Linked DNA regions of Anas platyrhynchos: region 1 is linked to region 2. A link is a contact called in public Hi-C data. All regions are on one chromosome and are shown on one strand. The core of a region is the stretch at or near the end of the contact, and the rest is flanking DNA. Distances in the headings are between cores, read along the strand shown.

Evidence for each region. A called contact is a pair of places that touch in the nucleus more often than the background predicts.
Region 1: a contact with region 2 is called in a Hi-C map of skeletal muscle, with 6 times the contacts expected there. The contact joins the promoter of CHLSN here to the enhancer-like site in region 2. A contact is called at or near these places in 3 of 8 Hi-C or Micro-C datasets (liver, skeletal muscle and subcutaneous adipose tissue).

The regions. Positions count from the first base shown.
Region 1 is chr15:14,367,610-14,372,361 of IASCAAS_PekinDuck_T2T, forward strand. It overlaps CHLSN (cholesin), which reads right to left and starts at 2,336. Exons shown (of 5, transcript XM_027468889.3): 1 at 2,080-2,336; 2 at 1,420-1,549. The coding sequence starts at 2,321.
Region 2 is chr15:14,127,878-14,132,592 of IASCAAS_PekinDuck_T2T, forward strand. All of the region lies in intron 4 of ADAP1 (ArfGAP with dual PH domains 1), which reads right to left. Among named protein-coding and RNA genes, the nearest start is that of GET4, 27 kb to the left of the region's middle. Within about 2 kb of position 2,509, at least 1 of the 8 cell types and tissues checked has an H3K27ac peak or open chromatin away from gene starts, as enhancers often do. A contact at or near this core is called in subcutaneous adipose tissue, where this site is marked.

The sequences.
Region 1 (4,752 bases), core at 1,086-3,585, 240 kb after region 2:
TAAGGAGCCTGCTTTCCACTTAGTATTTGCTCTTTCTTCCACAGTCCTACAGTCTGTGTGATGAAGGAGAACCAATTTGGGGGTTCTAAGATCTTACCAGTTGATATTAATCAGATGGTCCAAAAAGGCCCTGCTTGCCAGGGGTTTGAAGTCCTCTTGGGATTTTTTTCCACTTGTACATAAAATGCTTCAGAACTTCACGGGCAATAAAATTTTAATTTTGGCATTTCAATTTCACACTGTTTTATCCTGGAAAATTATTTCCACACAAATTGAATTATATTTCTGTGGATCTAAGTCTATAATATAGAACCAACAAAGGAAATAAGCATTCCCTCTTACTAAGCTATAAATACAAGAATTTCCATTTTTGCTTTGATGTAGACAAAGATGTACTCTTCCCCGATTTAATTAAGCACCTTTCTGCTGAGATCTAAACAGCAAGAATTTATAGACTCCAAATAGCCACTGCCAATACGTCTGCTTTTCTTACACTGTCTCACAAACTCCAAATGTAATAGCTAGAGACACTTTTACATGAACACAAAAGCTCTCAGAAAAAAAATCAAGTATTCTTACCAATAAACTTCAATAAAGTGTAACAGTAAAATAAGAAGTACTACTTCTTAGCTACGATCTTCACTGAACTATGCATCTCATGATAAATGAGTAATACGTACCTTTTACATTTATTTTATGTTAGGTTAGTAAATAAGGAATGCTTTTAAGACCATGACTTAAAGTCACTCTTACAGTTCCTAAGGAAAATAGTTTTGCCTTTCACGCTCCAGTTCTCTATATTATCCAAACACTTGATGCTTTGATCCATGTTTTGCATTAACTTACTCAGAAGACCACAGGTACGTTGCCCTGCTTTTGTATTGTTTTCTTCAGGGAAAAAAAGGCTTTTACTTTTAAGTTTCCACTTAAACAGTATCTCAATATCATTAATTTCATTCTCATTAATTTATCAAATATTCCGTAATACAGAGACTGCTGACACCTTCTGGCCACTTGACATTCTGACCAAAAATCAACAGGATTTCCATGAAATCTTTCATGTGCTTCCAACCCCTCAGAATCACATGAAGACTTAGGCTACGCCTATACTCCCATATGACAGTTGCTTAAAGGCATTTGGTTTCCCTTTCACTCACATGCTCCCACCCAGCCTCTGCCTTTCACAGAACCATTCAGAACAGAGACCGCGTACTCTGAGTGCTACAACCACACTCAGAAATCACACAGACCTCAAGATTTTGACTGAGTTTATCTTTTCATTTTCACTCTAGGTAGATCATATCCGAGGAATCACTGCACGGAATCTCGTGGTACGTTCAGGGTCGGTGCTGAACGCCACAGGTAGCGGCACAGGTAACTGTTTTATTGAATTAAACAGCTGAAGCCGGGATGACCTACCTGCAGGCTCTCTTTCATTTTCTTTGGCTCACTTTCTGACTCCAGCTCTCCCTTGGGGGCCACGCGCTGCTTTAGCTTTTTCCTTTTTTCCTCCTTCATTTCTTTGCTTTGCGTGTTCTTTTTTGCCATTCTGGAACAGAACGCTATGCAATTAGAAGCTGCCAGAGTGCAATTAGAACCCTTTTTATTTAATTGATTATTTTAAATGCCACTAGAAAAGTGCAATTAGAATCCTTTTATTTATTTTAAATAACTTTAATTTATTATAAATGCCAGAGAAGCATATACTGACAGGCCACCCTATAACCACAGCATCTCAAGAGGTACATCTGACTGCCTAACTGAAAACACTGCTGGCACCGAACCTGGACCAGTCCGGCTGACTTTCCCCGTTCTCCTCAGGATCTCGCTCCGGTTGCGCTCACGCCGGGACCCCCCAGCCTCGGGGCCGCCCGCTCCCGAAGCCGGCACAGCCACGCGGCCCCGGCTCTGCCTGCCGGCGGCCGTTACTCTGCCTTTTACACCGGCACGAGGGCGTGGAGATCCCAACGGATCCCAATGGATCCCAATGGATCCCAACGGCTCCCCCTCAGCCCCCCCCGGCCCGGCCGCCCCTCAGCGGCCACGCGCGAGCGGGGTGCACGCGGCCCCCTCACGCACCTCACACTCACGCTCCCCGCCGCAGCCCGCCCCCTCCCTGCTATTGGCTGTAGCAAAGGCAGCGGGCGCAACCGGTTGGCGCTCGGAGCTGCCAATCCCTTAGCTAGCCAATAGGAAGGCGAGGTGTGGTGTTGAGCGCCCTCTCGGAGGGAGCGTGCTGAGGGCGGGCCCGGCCGGCTTTTTTGTGTGACGTCAGCTCCGCGCGCCGAGGCCTCAGCGCTCGCCCCGCCCACCGTTGCCATGGTGACCGTTGCCAGGGTGACGGCCGCCGGGCCCGGGGCCCACCGAGGCCTGCAGGCCCCGCGCAGCCCTCCCGCCCCGGCCCTACCACCCCCGGTGTCCCCCACACAACCCAGCGCTGCCACCCCCTCACGGGCTAGCACAGGGGCTTTCGGCTCCCCAGGGACCAGTATCACCCACTTCAGTCAGCAGATCATAAGTGCTGTGCGGCTGGAGCAGCCCTGCGGGGCTCTGAGGGCAGGGAGCAGGCAGCTGCTGAGGTGTGGGTGGGTGACAAACAGCGCCAAGCACATGGGTTCCTGGAAATGTACCGGCTTCCATTTGCTATAAATACTTACCTTGTGCACAAACATCTCCCCAGTGATTTAAAGGCAGGAATATTTACTGAAAACAAATGAGTCACTGGAGCATTTTTAAGTGACAGCCTGACACAGGGTTTTCAGCTTCCAACTGCTTTGACCCCAGTAGCTGAGGTGCCGGTTTTGGCAGCAGTAACTCAATATATTACACATACCCACGTGAAGAGGTAAACCTTTATACCTCTTTCTCCTGACCAGACTGGGGTCACAACCATTGCTGCTTCCACCTACCTGCTCCCCACACTATGGGGTACCCATCGCAGTACTGTCAGGACCGCTGCTGCTCCCCCTGCAAACTCTTCCCACAGCAGGGTACACAGCAGAGTTTGGAAACATGTCCAGTTGTATATTATACAGAAAAATTATAAAAGTCCCATAACTAGTGCTGTCTTAGGGATGAGTTACAGCACTAGAGCACACAAGATAATCACTAGGTGGTGGTATCTAAAATTAGAGCCATAATTTAGGCTTTTGTTACAATGTGAATGGGGAAAGCATGTTTTCTATTTATGGTACCTAGAATAACAATTGTTTTATTACACATCCTATTGTGACACCCTGTGGTTAAACACAGTATTACAAATACTACCAAATCACTATTTAGACCACAGGATTGCATAAAACAAGGTTAAACAGAACTAGCAGCTGTAATTTGTACCTGACAGCTTTAGACATTCATTTTGGCCAGCTATGACCTTCCACATAGCTTTAACCATTCTCCAAAAAACATGTCAGTGGATGAGAAAAAAAAATCACATTAGACAATGAGTAGCGCACATTTTTTTGTTCTGCATTTGCTAGAAATTTTATTATCTTTCCCCTTTCTGATAAAAGACCTACAAGTCAATATGCTGGCCATTTGTGTTATTCCTGTAAAGGACCATAAATCTGCATTTCTTCAGGGAGCATTTGTAACCTAAGAATTAAGCCTCTTCAAATAGAGACAAGAAGCACACACCATTTGCACAATTGCAGTAAGCCCCAAGGTTGTATAAACCACACGCGTTAACTGCAATCTTGCTCACATCTCTTGCGGTATTATCAAAGATTATTTTTTCCAGGCAGGTCAAGGAACACAGCATTCTCAGCTACACAAACTGCTATTCCTCCCACCTCAAGAAAATGGGGTTGGGAACTCAACTGCAGGTGATTCAATAGACTGCAATTACCCATCCATTAGTCCTAAACCAATACTCCAGCCTACCAGCCCCAGCATGCAGAGGAATGGTTCCAATGACACATGAAATTGAGGTCTTGGCCCCCTGACATCATCAGTAAGCTTTGGCATTTTTCTCACAATTAGTTGGATGAGAGGTCTACTTAGATCACAGCTGGGGAATTAGCATTGTTCATTAACAGCACACTTCTATTTCCTCAAGCTACAGTACTTTGGGCCCCAAACTAAGCAGCTGGATGTTCATGCAGTTCAAAGAGCTGAGCCTTCAGGTAAGATTGCTGGTGAAGACAACAGACATAACAAAAATGTGTTGTTTAAACCTTTCAGGAAGGGAGCAAGAGTAGGCTCCTTTGACAGTGCTGTATTTTGGCCTTATTATGTGGGACAAGGAACAGTTAATAGCTTCTGTTTTCCTTTTTGCCCCAACTGCAAGAAAATACAAATACAAGTCTAGATTTCTACCTTGGGGGCAATAAATTATGAAGAATTACGCTGTGCGTGCCTCTGTGAGCACTATCCCTACAGTGAATTGCTTAGGGAGGGCCTAAAAGGACAGGGTATGGCTTTATAAATCAGTACTTCCAACAACATTCAGAAACCAAGAGACACCATAGAAAACTGACTTCACATTGATATGTTGTTGTCAAGCACAATGCAGCATTGTGCCAGATCATTTCCAAAAGGATTGAGAGCTATGACATTCACATGTATTTCAGTCTTTCACCTTATGAGACTCAGTTTAGCCTTGCACAACCTAAGCAAAACAAGCAGTTTAACCCTAATTTTAGTTTTTCTAAAACCACCCCCCAGTTTCCTCCAAGTGTTTTTCATAGTAGGGTGACAGTTGGACCAGATCATCTTGAAGGTCTTTTCCAACCTTAATGATTCTATGATTGT
Region 2 (4,715 bases), core at 1,259-3,758:
TGTTTTAGTAAGTGGAAGTGGCTATGGAATCATTAAGCAGCCTGTCCTTCATCTGAGTGCTATGAATGGTGGTGTAGAGAAAATCCTTATTCAACCTGCTTTTCAGACAGTTGTTCATGTCACCCAGTGTCATGTAGGATTTATTTAACACACAGATGAAGAGATGCACAAAAACCACTCAGCCAACTCCTCAACACTCACTCTACAGGTACAAATGATATAAAATGGTTCCATGCCATAAGAAACCTAGAGAAAAAAAAAGTCCACACACACACAAGTACATTTAACAATCAGAAATGACAGAAAGAAAAGAGTAACACAGACAAGGGCTAAAGATGCTAACTGAAGAGAAATTGCCCATCTAGCTAAACGTGCCTTTGCTGCTAAGTCAAGATACCAGTTTATTCTGTCTGGACTGATGAAATCCCAAGCCAAATACCTTTTCCAGCTCCTCAGAGAGACCTTTGCTGACTGTGAGGCAAAGCTGTCAACATCTGGTGTAAATAAGTGCAATGGCAAAGCCCGTGCCATCAGTAATGCTGAATGCTAACTACAGCGTCATAAATCCGAGCTCACATCAGCTGCTGGCGTGCAGGACTGCCAGTGGGCTGATAACGTGCTGCAGATGTAAGGGGTGGAAATACTTACAGCTGTCTGCGGCCTCTCCTTTGTCTCTGTATTTTATTTGGGTCATGTGTTGCAACAGGACTTTCTTTTAAAACGTGGTATCACACTGCTGCCCTCCCGTCCCTCCAGCACAGGACAAATGCTCCGCATGGGCACAGCACCGAGACCCACTCACAGCAGCACACGTACACCAGCCCAGGAACCAAAGCACCGACACCAGAGACATCAGGAGAATTACAGGGGCAAAGCTCTTACTGTGCTCCAGCCGTCTGTCCTTCAGGCTTGGGGTGTATCCTCCCCAAAGGCTGGCGGATTCAGTCTAACAATTCGATCCCGTCCCAACTCCAGCTGGGACTTTTCTACCAAAAAGCCATGCCCAATCCCTCGGAGGGCACTCGCAGTGTTAGAAAGAAGCGCCCACTGACAGCTAAGACCCAACACCTAAGCAAGGGGAAGCCGGCCAAGAAAGCCACCAGAAGAGCCCAGGGCAGCAGCATCCACACGAGGCACAGCCTGAGCTGCTCTCATCACCGCTGCAGCACAAATTAATTCCCAGCTTTGCAGGGAAGGCCACTACCTGCCAGGGTTGTATCAGCAAAACCGCTACGTGCCCGATAGCGCCTGAACGAGACAGAGCTGGACAGGGATCCCAGCCCTCACAACACGGGGCTGACAGGAGTCAGACAGGCTGCAGGTTCTGCCCAGCTGATAAGTCGTAAAAACGTGAGATTTGCTTCACACGAGGCAGAGATGCTGCTAGGGCTCTGATGGCTGGTGGCTGCCCTCCGGAATGGCAAGTGGCTAAGCAGCGGGGATGGTTTCAGAGCCTTGCTGCGGCTGACACGGGGGAAACACTGCCAGCTCGTCAGGGGCTGGAGAGCTGGGTCTGGAGGAAAGGACCCTGGTGCCAAAGAAGAGAGAGGGAAGACAGCACGTGGAAGATGGTGACAAATGCAAAATACAAGGTGATGCAGGAGGAAACACAGTCTTGTAGTTCAGAAACACCCGCCTGGGTTTGCCCAGCTCAGCAGAGTGCGCTGGGCACAGAGCTCAGCCCTCAGCAGCACAACCTCGGAGCAACTCCTCACGTTTTGGCTGCAGGTTGCATTCCCTCACTCCTCTGGAGGGTTTTGTTACAAACATCTGAATGGCACAGGGTGGAAGGGTGCTGCAGGCATTCCCTGTTAAACTTGCTCTCCTCCACAATTATTATTTTTTTTTTTTTGTGTAATTTCTCTTAACACTTCAGGAGCAGGGAATAAAAAACTCTCCGCATTTCCCCAAAGAGGATCTCAAATTCAAATAACTGGAAATTTGTAAAGCCCACACAACACTTGCCCCAGCACACAGGCATCCTAATGGTTTTATACAAAGAGGTGGAAGCACACAGAGGTTTGGTGAGCTGCCGAGGACAATACTGTGAGCCAGTGCCAAGGCCAGGCTGGAAGGCTAGGTTTTCATGCCCTCATGTGTATGGACATTTGCATCATTTTGATTTCCCTTTTTCCAGCCCTTTGTGGCAAAACACAGTTATCTGAATTCCACTCCAAGGGAGAAAAAAATAAATTAATTAAAAAAAATAACAATAATCAAACAAAAAACCCCAACATAATAGCAAATGCAATCCCTTTCCATAGTTCATATGCCAGATCTTTCCAGAACCATTGCCTCTGCAAAAGAGCTCCTGGCTGCTCGGACAAAGCCAGCTGCTAATTTTGCTGTACTTTGGCACAGATTTTCTTAAATCCTTTACTTGCTTCTTTTCTTTCTTTCTTCCTCCAGGGCTGTGTCCTCGGGAGCTGTTCCTCTGCTCTGTCCAAACGTGCTGCCTGCACCCCTGTCAGCGCTGATTAAATGCAAAACACAACAAACTGGACGTGAACTGAACATGAACTCATCCAGCTTCCCCAGGCAAACAGTATGTCAGCAAGACGTGTCCTCAGCAGCCCGATCTAAAAGATTGCAAAAACAGCTGGAGAAAGAACTGCAGGAGGCTGGAGAGGGGAGCAGATCTCAGAGCTGAGGTACCAGAGTCCCTCCTCGCCTCTGCACTACCTTACCAACAGCTTCCAGAGTAAAGGTACCTGGTCACATTTAGACCTTCATGAAGGTTGTTCTGCTCGTGCTGAAGCAAAACAACCCCCAGCCCTGCCACACTTGCCAATTCGTAGCACTAGGGCACGTTTGTATCCTCTCCCAAAGGACGTGGCCGCCTGTCGACGCCGCGCTTGATCACCAGCACCCAGCCGTGGCTGCAGAAAGAACTACCTGACGGAGACCTGCTGGCCAGCACCCTTTAGAAATAACACTCTCTCACTTCAACCACCTGCCAAAACGAAAAACCAAACTGTCAGCTCTGCCACAAAATGGGGACACTTGTAAAAAAGCCGCCAAACGGTTGTGACAAAGTTGGCCAACAAACAGCACGCACGTTACCTGAAATGGCACAGCCCTTAGGGTGCTCCAGCCCAACCCAGTTTCTCACCATCCAAGGGGCTACAGAGGAAGCACGGGAGAGGATTTGCTCTCAAGACAGTCTAACACAGATACCATCTTTCCATCTGACTTCCTCCAGCAATTTGTCCAAGTTCCCTATTTTTAAGAAGAGGGATATTGCTACTTCCCCAGCTCTGAGCGCCGTTATGGTGTGTGCTTATTGATGGGGCTTTTGGCATGTCTGAGCATGCGGATTATAGGAAGTACCCAAAATGACTCTTTCAGTTTCAGCCTTTGTTCTCAGAAAACAAAGAAACTCATCCCAAGAGAAGGACAATCACATGCACTGCCTTGGAAAAAAAAAAAAAAATCACGCATGGATTTTGCTTTCCCTCATTCTATGTAAAACACGATAAACTTGTACTTGAACCACATCTGCTCTTCAGTTTCTTTGGTGCTCTACTTTGCAATTTCAGTTGGGAACGGAACTTTTTGTTTCCAGGACATTTCTAGGTCAGTGGTAAAACCAGAAACATGCTTCTATATCCAAACCAAGCACAGTGATAAAGCCAATACTGTGCCCAAGAACAAGTGCATTACTGTGTTGGTTTTTTTCTTGGTCTCACTGCAAGACAAAGCATGGAAGGCTGAAAAAGAGGAAAAAATTTACTCGTGTGTGCAATCCAAGAACAATTGCATTTTCCTAGAGATTGGGCAGGGCCCCTCCACCTACTGAAGTCAGTTTTCTTTTCTCAAGACAGTCAGACAAGGTGCTCTGACCCCAATTCAGAGCTTTGCAGATGAAGAGGAAGATACAAACACAACTACATCACTTTGCTGCTAAAATTACCAGGTACATATCACCGCTTCTGTATGTCAGAAGCCGAGTAGCCTGCTACGCTCCTGCTGTAAGATGTTAATTAAACCAGAATGGTGGGTGGGTACTCACTGGAGTTGATGTGCCTGCTTTTTCTGCGAGGTTAAGGAATTGCATAATTACTTGGAGCAGCTGAGTGGAGAATCCCTACCATCCTTCACCACCACTGACACTGATGTCACAACCTCCTTTTAGCACGAAGAGTCTGAAGGATATTTCCTCAAAAATAAACCATAATCAGGGAGCTGGATTTAGAAGGTGGTGTATCCTAAGGTTTCCCAAGGGACTGGACTTCAAATAGTGTTGCAAAAAGAACCGCACACCTCCTGTTTGGCTGCATCATTGTAAATCGTCTGATTCGATTGCTGTAAGCTGTAATATTTCTTTGCTGTGGTTCATTGACTTCAATGTGAAATTTTTAAGCATTCCAATAAAAATATTTTAAAAAAAGCCAAATTTTCTTGTGGAGTGAAAACACTGCTCTTTGTTTGGAGACAAATTTGTCCTCCCCACACAGAAAGCAGTCCCCTGTAAGTGTTGTCAAGGGCAGTCAGCCAACTGAGAGCTTGCAGCCAAGGCTTCAACTGCTCCTCTGGTCCACCACACGGCACCAGCAGCTTTTTTTCCCTGTCTGCAGCTGTGCTGAGCAGCTTATAACTTCCCTGAAAATAATTCTGCAGTCATCTCCAGATAAATACACTTCCTGCTGGTTACATGTTCAGCAGTGCAGATAGAGGTGTACTGGAGCTGTCAGCATCCACATGTGCAGGAGGCA